Linked DNA regions of Drosophila melanogaster: region 1 is linked to region 2. The links are chromatin contacts, called in public Hi-C maps. All regions are on one chromosome and are shown on one strand. Each heading gives the region's core, a stretch centred on a gene start, on an enhancer-like site or on the middle of the called end of the contact. The rest is flanking DNA. Distances are from core to core; before and after follow the strand shown.

Region 1 (4,507 bases), core at 1,237-3,736, 400 kb before region 2:
CAACGGCGCGCAATGGATCCCGACGTGGCGGACTACGAAATGGATCAGGTGCAGCCGGGATCGGCCCGATCTCCGATCACGGGGGTGTACGAGTTTCAGGCGGCGGACTATCCCAATCCCAATCCCAATCCCAGAGGCAGCGAAATGGAGCGCTTCGATCTGCAGATCCAGGCCGTCTTCAAGCGCAGCAGGCCAGGCGAAAGCAGCGGCGCGGGGAACGTGTACGGAATGCCGAATACAACCCTAAAACGCGGTCCTATGACCTGGATCATACCGACTAAGGACCTGGAGTGCCGCTGCCCCAGGATCAGAGTAAACAGGTGCGAGCATATATGAATAATGACAGTCGAGAAAAAGACAAAAATGTTGTGATAATATCAAAGAGCGATATATATATGGAAAATTTTCTTTACTTATTACAAACCTCTTATTTTACAGATCCTATTTGATCTTGGGTCGGGACTCGGAGGCGCCACCCGGTTACCTGGGCATCGGACCGCACTCGATCGTAATCGAATGGAAGGAGGACTGGTATCGACGCATGAAGCGCTTCCAACGGAGAGCGCGTACTTGCGCGTAATCCTCCAGCCAATAACAATACCACATCCTGTGTGTAGTCTCAAGATTCTAGAGCTAAGAAATTATTAACAGCTGAAAACAATCAAATCGTGTCATTGTCTCTTAAACACAATTTTTTTGTTTTTTTTTTTTTTAATGTCATATTAACCGATTTTGTAGCAGTTAAAATCAAACTAGCTGTATTTAATTTATTTAATTAACTTCAATCGTTACAAAGCAATCGGTAATTGATAATTTGAAATCAAACGCACGAAAATATCTATACATGTAATCTACGTAATCTATATATATACGACTTGTATTATTCGCTAAATTAGGATTCCTGTCAGCCCAGTTTAAGCATTTGTGAACAATTTACGTACTAGGGCCGTCTCGAAATCAAACAGAGCGCCAGTAAGCAATAATTTATGTGTAAGAAGCACTTTGATGCATGCATGACTCGCAAAAATAGTAATTAATAAATATTGTACAGAGCAGAGCACAACTTTTGAATTTTAAAATATTTGGCGGGATTGGGAAGGCTGCCACACTGGGGTATTTGTTGGTGCTGCCATTTGTTAGCTAGCGCTGCCACTGTAAAGTTTACTTCTGGATAACAAATAAGGAGGTTTTCCTCTAAAAAAGTACCATTCGTTTCTGTAAATTGCATTTCATGCATAATTTAGTTTGTATATGCATAAATCTGTACGCTTTTTAGTCTTGCGTGAATATATTTTAAACTTTGTTTTGAATTTTAATTGGTTGGCGGGCAGCTGTCTAGGTGGCATCTCTGCTTATCGGAGTTTATAACGTTGCCACACTCTAATAAAAACTTCGATTTTCAAACACATGTTTTTTGTTTTGGTGGCTTCCGCGTTTGAATTGTCAAAATGATTTCAGATCTAAATATTTATAGGAAACGAAAGGATTACTGGACTTAATGGAGTTTCCGAACTGCCCAGGATAAGGCAAACTTTTCAAGGTAAGGTAAACTCTTCAAATAATTTAACGGTTTTTCAGTTTTACAAATTCATTAGTTTTGCGCGCAACTAGCAAGGATACTGTAAATTTTGAAAATTAACGGTATGAAATACAAAAGTGGTGGCCCATAAAGAAGTTTTTCGTTTATCGTCATTTTCGGCGGTTGAATTCAGTCTTTGGTAATTTATTACATATTTCATGTTATTATTGCTTATTATATATATTTAAGTAAGCAAAATATTTATATTGGCGACCAGCTGGCAAAAAAGTCATTCAAGATGAGTTCTAATTTTACGTATTTTCCCAAATGCCCAAGTTTCCATTATTATTATTAATCGGCAGGTGTTTTTGACTTTTACACAACAATTTATTATTTGTTGTTGCATATGAATCACCTTTTAACACCCTTGAAGTTGCAACCTATCTTTTCGACACATTTTGCTATGAAATATATGCAAAAAAAAAAACGGCTTTCAAGTGTAATTACTAATAGCAAATTAAGCCACGCGCAGTTTTTGTGCGGTATCTCTGCCTATTAGAGTAATAGTTATCAATCATTTGTATAAACAACAAAAAAGGGAGGTATTAGCCATATTCTACATTAGTTAACAAACAAATATAGTCGCTTTTTAAGCTTAAGCTCTAAATCGCTCTTTCAAGGCATTTCTAACAGATTGAAAAAGGAATGCTAATATCTTGCCCATTGCTGTTTGCCCCGATGAATACGAACAGTTGACTCCCCACTGAAATGTTCAGAGTAGTGCATTCCGTGGGCGGTCATATTTGGCACGCATAGCGAGTGCAGCCTGTGTCGCAGGGTTGGAGAAATGTATCGAAGATGTGTGTGCGGAGAGGAAGAGGCGCGATTCCGATACCGATAACGATGAGCAGTCCGATGGCGATGACGCTACTGCCCGGCGCCTTATAAATACGCAGAGCCGCAGGGCGACGCTTTCATTCTCTCGCAGTGTTTAAAGTGACATGAAAGTGACGACATTGGCGCACTGTAGCAAGTCATGTATCAGCATGTCCAACCAAACAACACAAATCATATTCACGCCAATGGTGAGTTATCGTTATCGTTCGCTAGTTCCGTTAGGGTTTTTTTTTTCTGTTAAATATTTTGTTTAATTTGTTTTTTTTATTTTTTTTGTTTGCGCCAATTAGTGATGATTACTCGCATTATGTCCATTTCCAAGCCATCTCGTGGCTTTCTGCGGTGCTAAGTGAGCGGGCAAACAATTGCTCGAGTTGCAGCATGTGATGGCAGGTGTGCGTGCTTTTTTCGCGTTTCTGTTCCGCTTTTCTACAAACTTTTTTTTTCGTGTGAATTTTTGTGTGTGACGCGCATGCGCATGTGCAAAAATAAAAGAAGAACGGTAAATTACTGACCGGCTAACGGTTACCCCTGTGTCTGTGTGTGTGCGTTTGTGTGTGTGTGTGTGTGTGTGTGTGTGAGGGCGTGAATGCGCTGGTATGTGGCTGATTGCAGCAGAACAGCTGTTCTAATCAACCCAAAACCGAAAGCCAAGTTCAAAAAAGTTGCAGCATTAACATTGCATTTGCAGCACATCCGCCCAAAAATAGATTTTTCCTTTTCCCCCAATTTTTCTTTTGGAAAAATCATTAAAAGACCCGAAAATTTCACTTTGAAGAATAAGTTCTTTGATAAGAAAGACCAATGGACACTACATAAAGACTTTTATCCCCAAGACGGACAGTTGTTTTGATAAAAAGAAAGAAAACTTAAAAATGCGACTCTATTGATTGGCATTTGCTTATGACATTTTTGCTTTTTAATAGATGTAGCTTAAAAGATTTCACCATGAAATTGACTTTAGACTTTCGTAGAACATTTGCCAAAATTCCCAACAAATTAAATTCGTGAGCTTAAAACAATCGTAAACTAGCTAAATGATTTATGTGAGAACTTAACATATGATTGGAAGTATATTCATTGATTTTTTGGGTGCAATTAATCCATAAACAACACTCGATAAGATAGTCCAAATATATGTAGATATATAAAGATTCGATTCTGCAGACAGCACTTGTTATTTTTGGGGATAAAAGTTGTGATACAAAATTCAGATGCAAAAGTTTAGCTGGATTCAGATATATGTAAATTATACAGATATTAGAATTTTAGATATATCCATGATATCCTATAAGGATGATCCCAAAATCGCTTCACTCCCTTAAAAACCTATTGCTGCAAATAACTTCTACATATTGGAAGCTATATGTACTATATATGTATGTAGATATTGGCAATTACCCATTTCACTTTCGTTTGTGGTTGTTTACGTTATTGCCCCTATAGGCAATTTTAACGATGGTTAAACTTGGCCACCAATCCCCCCACGCTTTCCATTGTCAGTTACGCAATCGTTAAAAGCTGCCGAGGGTTGCTTATCAGTGGGTGTCGACTGTACCCCAACCCCTTAGGCAATTGTAGGTACATTCATGTTTCCAGATACAGATACAAAGATAGATTCCCCCCCCCCCCCCCCCCAATTGGCACTCGATGGCCAGGTGTTGCCTGCCACTAGGCGCTGCCATGGCATTACTATCACTGGCAGCGGTCTAATAATAGTTCCAAAGCCGGCTTTTTCAATGCGAAGGGAGCTCGGCTTAACCGAGATTCTTTGGCAGCCGGAAGCCCACAAAGCCCAAAAGTTGCAGCCAAGCGAGTCAAGGACAAAGTCAAGGCAACGCCAAAAGTGGTATGGTGTTGGTATTCCTCACTGCGTGGGTGGGTGGGCTAAACTGGATGGGTGGTGCGGTGGCATGTGGGCGGTATGTTGGTTGGCGTGACTGCATTTTGCACTTGACATAATTTGGCCACGCAATGCGGTGCACTGAGAAAAAAAATATATGTAGAAACTGTATTATACGAACTATAAAATATTTCAAGACTAGATAGTTATAAGTTATAGCTTCAATTTGAATAGAGTTATACTAAAAT
Region 2 (4,328 bases), core at 996-3,495:
GCGACGCTGCTCCTCCTCCCACAGATCCAGCGATTCGGGATCCTCGCCCCATGGCGTTGCGCCGCTTCGCTTGCGACCGTGTGCCCACTGATTGTAGCGATGCGCTGGCGTTGGCCGGACAGTGTCATCCTGGCGTCCGTGATTACGCCGACTGCCGCCGCTCCGCACTGACCAATCACCCGACTTGTTGCCATGGCGTCTGGGCGTTGGCATATCCCAGTCCGACTTGCGCTGTCCAAACTCGCCGTCCTCGTCGTCCCACGAGCTATTGGATATGCCACCGCTGCTGCCGCCTGGTGTTCCCGGCTCACGCGGCGTATGGACACTGCGCTCGGACATGGAGCGATCACGATCACGATCACGACCACGATCCCGATCCCAGCTGCGGTGCCGATCGCGCTCCCTTTCTCTGTGTTGGCGCCGGTCGCGGTCACGATCCCGATCTCTGTCCCGGTCCCTGCGTCGGTCACGATCCCAGTCGCGATCCCTGTCCCTGCCCTCTGCCGCTGTGCTGCTGACTGGGCCACGTTTTCTGTCCCGCTGGATGTGCTCGCGCAGACGCTCGCGTGCCTTCTCGGAAACGCCGCCGGTGTGCGAGGGTGTATCGTCTTTGTGCTCGCGCAGCTGGCCGCGCAGCTTTTCGAAGCTCTTGGTGTCCGGTTTCTTGAAGGCAAACTCACTGGAAGCGCCAGAGGCGTTGGCCTGCGGCGTGGAGCTCCCGCCGCCGGTGTCATCGAATTCGCTGTCCTTGAAGGAGATCAGTCGCTCGGATCGCTCCTTTTCGGCCCGTCGCTTGGCCGCCAGCTTGTCCAGGCCCAACATCGATCCCTGCGGCACCTTGAATCCACCGCCACCGCCAGCGCCGGCATCCTTGGGCTTCCGGATGACCAGGCCGCCGCGCGTCTCCTGGCCAGCGGTGCCCTCCAGCCGATGGACACCCGACTCGTCGTCGTCGGACATCCTGTTGTGCTGGTTAGTCTGTTGCTCCTTGGCTATTTCGCGAGTCTTGCTCGTTGTCGCAAAAACGATTCATTCGCGTTGGCGTTCTTGGGCACAGCTGATCGGCGGGGCTGCCATCCCGCTAAAAAAAAAAATGCTGGACAGCAGTAATGCCACTCTGGGTTAATTGTCGTTACGAATTTACATTTTATTCTAATGCAGAAAATTAGTTTTTAAATACTTACTTTTAAATATTATTTAGCTTGAAATATTTATGTGCATGTGCGCAACTGTAAAATTATATCTATTTCGTTTTTCCACTTATTATTTTCTTTGTTGCATTTTGTTTTGTTTAATTTATTGGTAGAACTTGTAACCGCATAATAAGATGGTAAGTTGTATTTGAAATGGAATAACTAAGCTTTATATATTGCAAGATACAATAATTATGATTATGTGATCAAATGTCCATTTCCATTTTCTCAAAACATTTAAATTACATTAAAAGTTTACAGCTAAACAAAGAGTGGCAATGCTAGAAAATAAAGCCCTTGTTAATTTTTAAAAAAATAAATTAATTTTCCAGATAACCGTTTTATTTCCATTAAATGGACTGCAAATTGAATTTAGTCTTTGCTCTCGGCCTTTGTGGGAACCGTCTGCGCGATCCAATCGAGATACGGCGGATTGCCATTCTGGATGGGCAGCGCGATGACCTCGGCGACGCTGTAGGGATGATTCTCGCGGATGAACTTGCTCAGATCGTCGATGCGGCTGGTGCGCGTCTTGATCATCAACAGATATTCGGAGTCCTCGCTAATCTCGCCTTCCCACTTGTAGATAGACTCGACTTGGGACACAATGTTCACGCATGCGGCCAATTTCAACTCAACGATGCTGCGGCCCAGCTTTCTGGCTGACTCCCGATCCGGAGTGGTCACAAATGCCACCGAGCTGCTGCCCGACTGATAGGCATTGCCTGTCGCCGCTGATTGTTGCTGGTCGCCCATTTTGGAGCATTCACTGGAATTGGAATTCGAATTCGAATTGGTACTGGAACTGGCGTTGGCGGCACTGGAAGAGAAGCAACAACTTTTGTGACTGCTCGCTGTGGCGAATGCCGGCGGGTTGGCGATGGCGGTGGTGACGCTGGCAGCGATCAACAGGTTGCGCACCAGCGACCAGCGAAGGGGCAAGCAACTGGCGGAGATGCGATATTGCATTCAGATGCACTTTGCACGGTGAAAAGCAAAACAATAATGAAACAAAAAACCAAGTGCCACAGTCGGCGGCGTTGCCAGACATTCCAGTCAAATGCGATGTTTAACATTAGGGCTCCTGCGCACGAGACAAGTGGGATTAACATAAAATGTAGTATTTTAGGTATCTATGTTAACGGTATTTTTTTTCTTGAAGAGAAAAGTAACGGTTCGTTTTTTAATAGATTTCAAAACTATAAAAAATAAACAAAAAAAAAAACTTTTTCGGGCCACAAGATGCCATTTAAAAAAAAAACGCATGTGTTCGATTTAGTTTTTAATATTTTGCTAGCTATATAAACTCCAATCACCGATTAACATTTAAATACAATATCATTTTAACGCTACAATAAATACATAGATATAATAAACAGCAAACAGCAGCAATAATAAAATAAATAAATAACCACTGCCACTCATTTACGACACAAATCGTGCATTCGCATCATTGCCTGCGTAATTTCCCCCGAACTGTCCGGCTGATTTGGCGGCATCGTCGTCCATGTCAGCCACCAGGATGTCCGGCACCTGCCGCCCAACTCCGCGTCCGCCATCGCCATCGCCTCCGGCCCCACCTCCGTCCAGCGCATGTAGTTTGCTTTCCTGTTGAGCAGACGATAGTAGTAAGGGGGCAATCGTCACATATCTTCCACGGCCATCTGACCCCCATCGCTACTCACTCTGCTGGGGCTCTCGAGAAGCAATTCCTGAGCCATCGGATCGCCGGACGCCGACTGTCGTGGACGGAGCAGTCGCTGGAGCGCATTCGGCACACTAAACTGCTGAGCCGCGAACGAGGACGTGGCGCTGGTGGTGGTGAATGTGTCGTTGCTGCCGCGGCTGGACACCGTTCCCGTTTCCGTGGTGAAGCCGACTCCCGCCTCGGCGCGTTCGTGCTCCAGGAACGCTTTGGTGCCGCCGAGCGTCGCCAGCGGATTCTGGAAATGCATGTTAATGTTGAGATCCGTGTGGCCGCGCTGCCGGTACTGATAGTACATGTACCCGAGTCCGGCGATCAGTGATCCGGCGGCTAGGACGAACAGTGCCATCAGCCAGTGAAAGTGACCGTTCTGCTCGTGTTCATGTTCCAATTCCAGGCTGTTGACCGCACCCAACACGGCCACCTCATTGCCAGAGCCATGGGGACACCGTTCGCCTTCGGCCACCAGACGATTGCCACACATGCATTCGTAACCGTAGTCCGCCTGCAGGCACAGTCCATGGCAGTGGGCATGGGCGCATGGATGCGACGCCTTCTGCGGCTGACGCGACCTGCCCGCCACCACAATGTCCTGGGCGTTCAGCACGTTAATGCTGATCTTGTGACAGATGCGGGATCCGTACAGTGCGCACTGCACCGCCTCCACGGAGCCCAGGTTCACGATGAACGCATTATTTTCGTACACACTCAGCCCAGATGGATGCATCAGAGCGTTGGACTTTTGCAGCATTATCTCCGGTCGACGCATGGGACCCGTTTTAAGCCTATAGCTAATCCTCTCCAGCGTGCGCATATGCTGGTCCACAAAGTACAATAGCTGCTGATGCGGATCGGTGGTCAGGGCGGTCATGAAGCTTTCGCTTCGCTGCAGCAGCATATCCCTGCGACTGCCGTCCAGTCGAGCCATGTGAATCTCCGAGCTCGTCTGGCCATAGCCCTCGGTGCGTATGACTATGTAGAAGATCCGGGCGTGATAGCCATCCACAGCCAAATGCTTAACGTGCCTGGGACTCTTCACGTGCACAATGCGGCCGCACATGCGTCCCACGAAACTGCACGCTTGGATCTCCTGCGCTCCACTGAGCACATAAACATTTCCGGTGACCCAATCCACGGAGAGTTTCGTCGGTGCGGGCAGACCCAGAGCCCGCACAATCACCTTCGTTTGCAGATCGATCTGATAGACGATGCCCTCGTCCTCGGCGGAAAAGTAACCCATTTGCCGGTGCATGGCCAGATCGAAACCGGTGATCCTCGAATCATTCGCCGACCAGGCCACATTGAGCATAACGGGCTGTTCGCTTAGGTTTCGCACTTCGTTGAAGCTGCTGAAGAGCAGAGTGGCGCCAGACTGCAGGCTCTTGCAGCTAACGCGATCCTGGCGCAGCATAAAGTCCGCATGGCACTGG

Evidence for each region. A called contact is a pair of places that touch in the nucleus more often than the background predicts.
Region 1: a contact with region 2 is called in a Hi-C map of the Kc167 cell line, with 4 times the contacts expected there. The contact joins the promoter of sbm here to the promoter of CG11590 in region 2. A contact is called at or near these places in 2 of 107 Hi-C or Micro-C datasets (both in the Kc167 cell line) and 1 of 6 datasets of contacts at active chromatin or transcription factors (the Kc167 cell line).

The regions. Positions count from the first base shown.
Region 1 is chrX:14,600,559-14,605,065 of dm6, reverse strand. sbm (sobremesa) reads left to right here and starts at 2,486. Exons shown (of 9, transcript NM_132738.2): 1 at 2,486-2,604. The coding sequence starts at 2,556. NetA (Netrin-A) reads left to right here. Exons shown (of 7, transcript NM_001298314.1): 6 at 1-320; 7 at 439-1,054. The coding sequence ends at 580.
Region 2 is chrX:14,198,095-14,202,422 of dm6, reverse strand. It overlaps CG11590, which reads right to left and starts at 2,245. Exons shown (of 1, transcript NM_132717.2): 1 at 1,516-2,245. The coding sequence starts at 2,162. The coding sequence ends at 1,566. yl (yolkless) reads right to left here. Exons shown (of 5, transcript NM_206710.2): 4 at 2,879-4,328; 5 at 2,465-2,801. The coding sequence ends at 2,619. Prp16 (pre-mRNA processing factor 16) reads right to left here and starts at 1,061. Exons shown (of 4, transcript NM_132719.3): 1 at 1-1,061. The coding sequence starts at 960. mir-4917 (mir-4917 stem loop) reads right to left here and starts at 2,878; the gene lies at 2,802-2,878.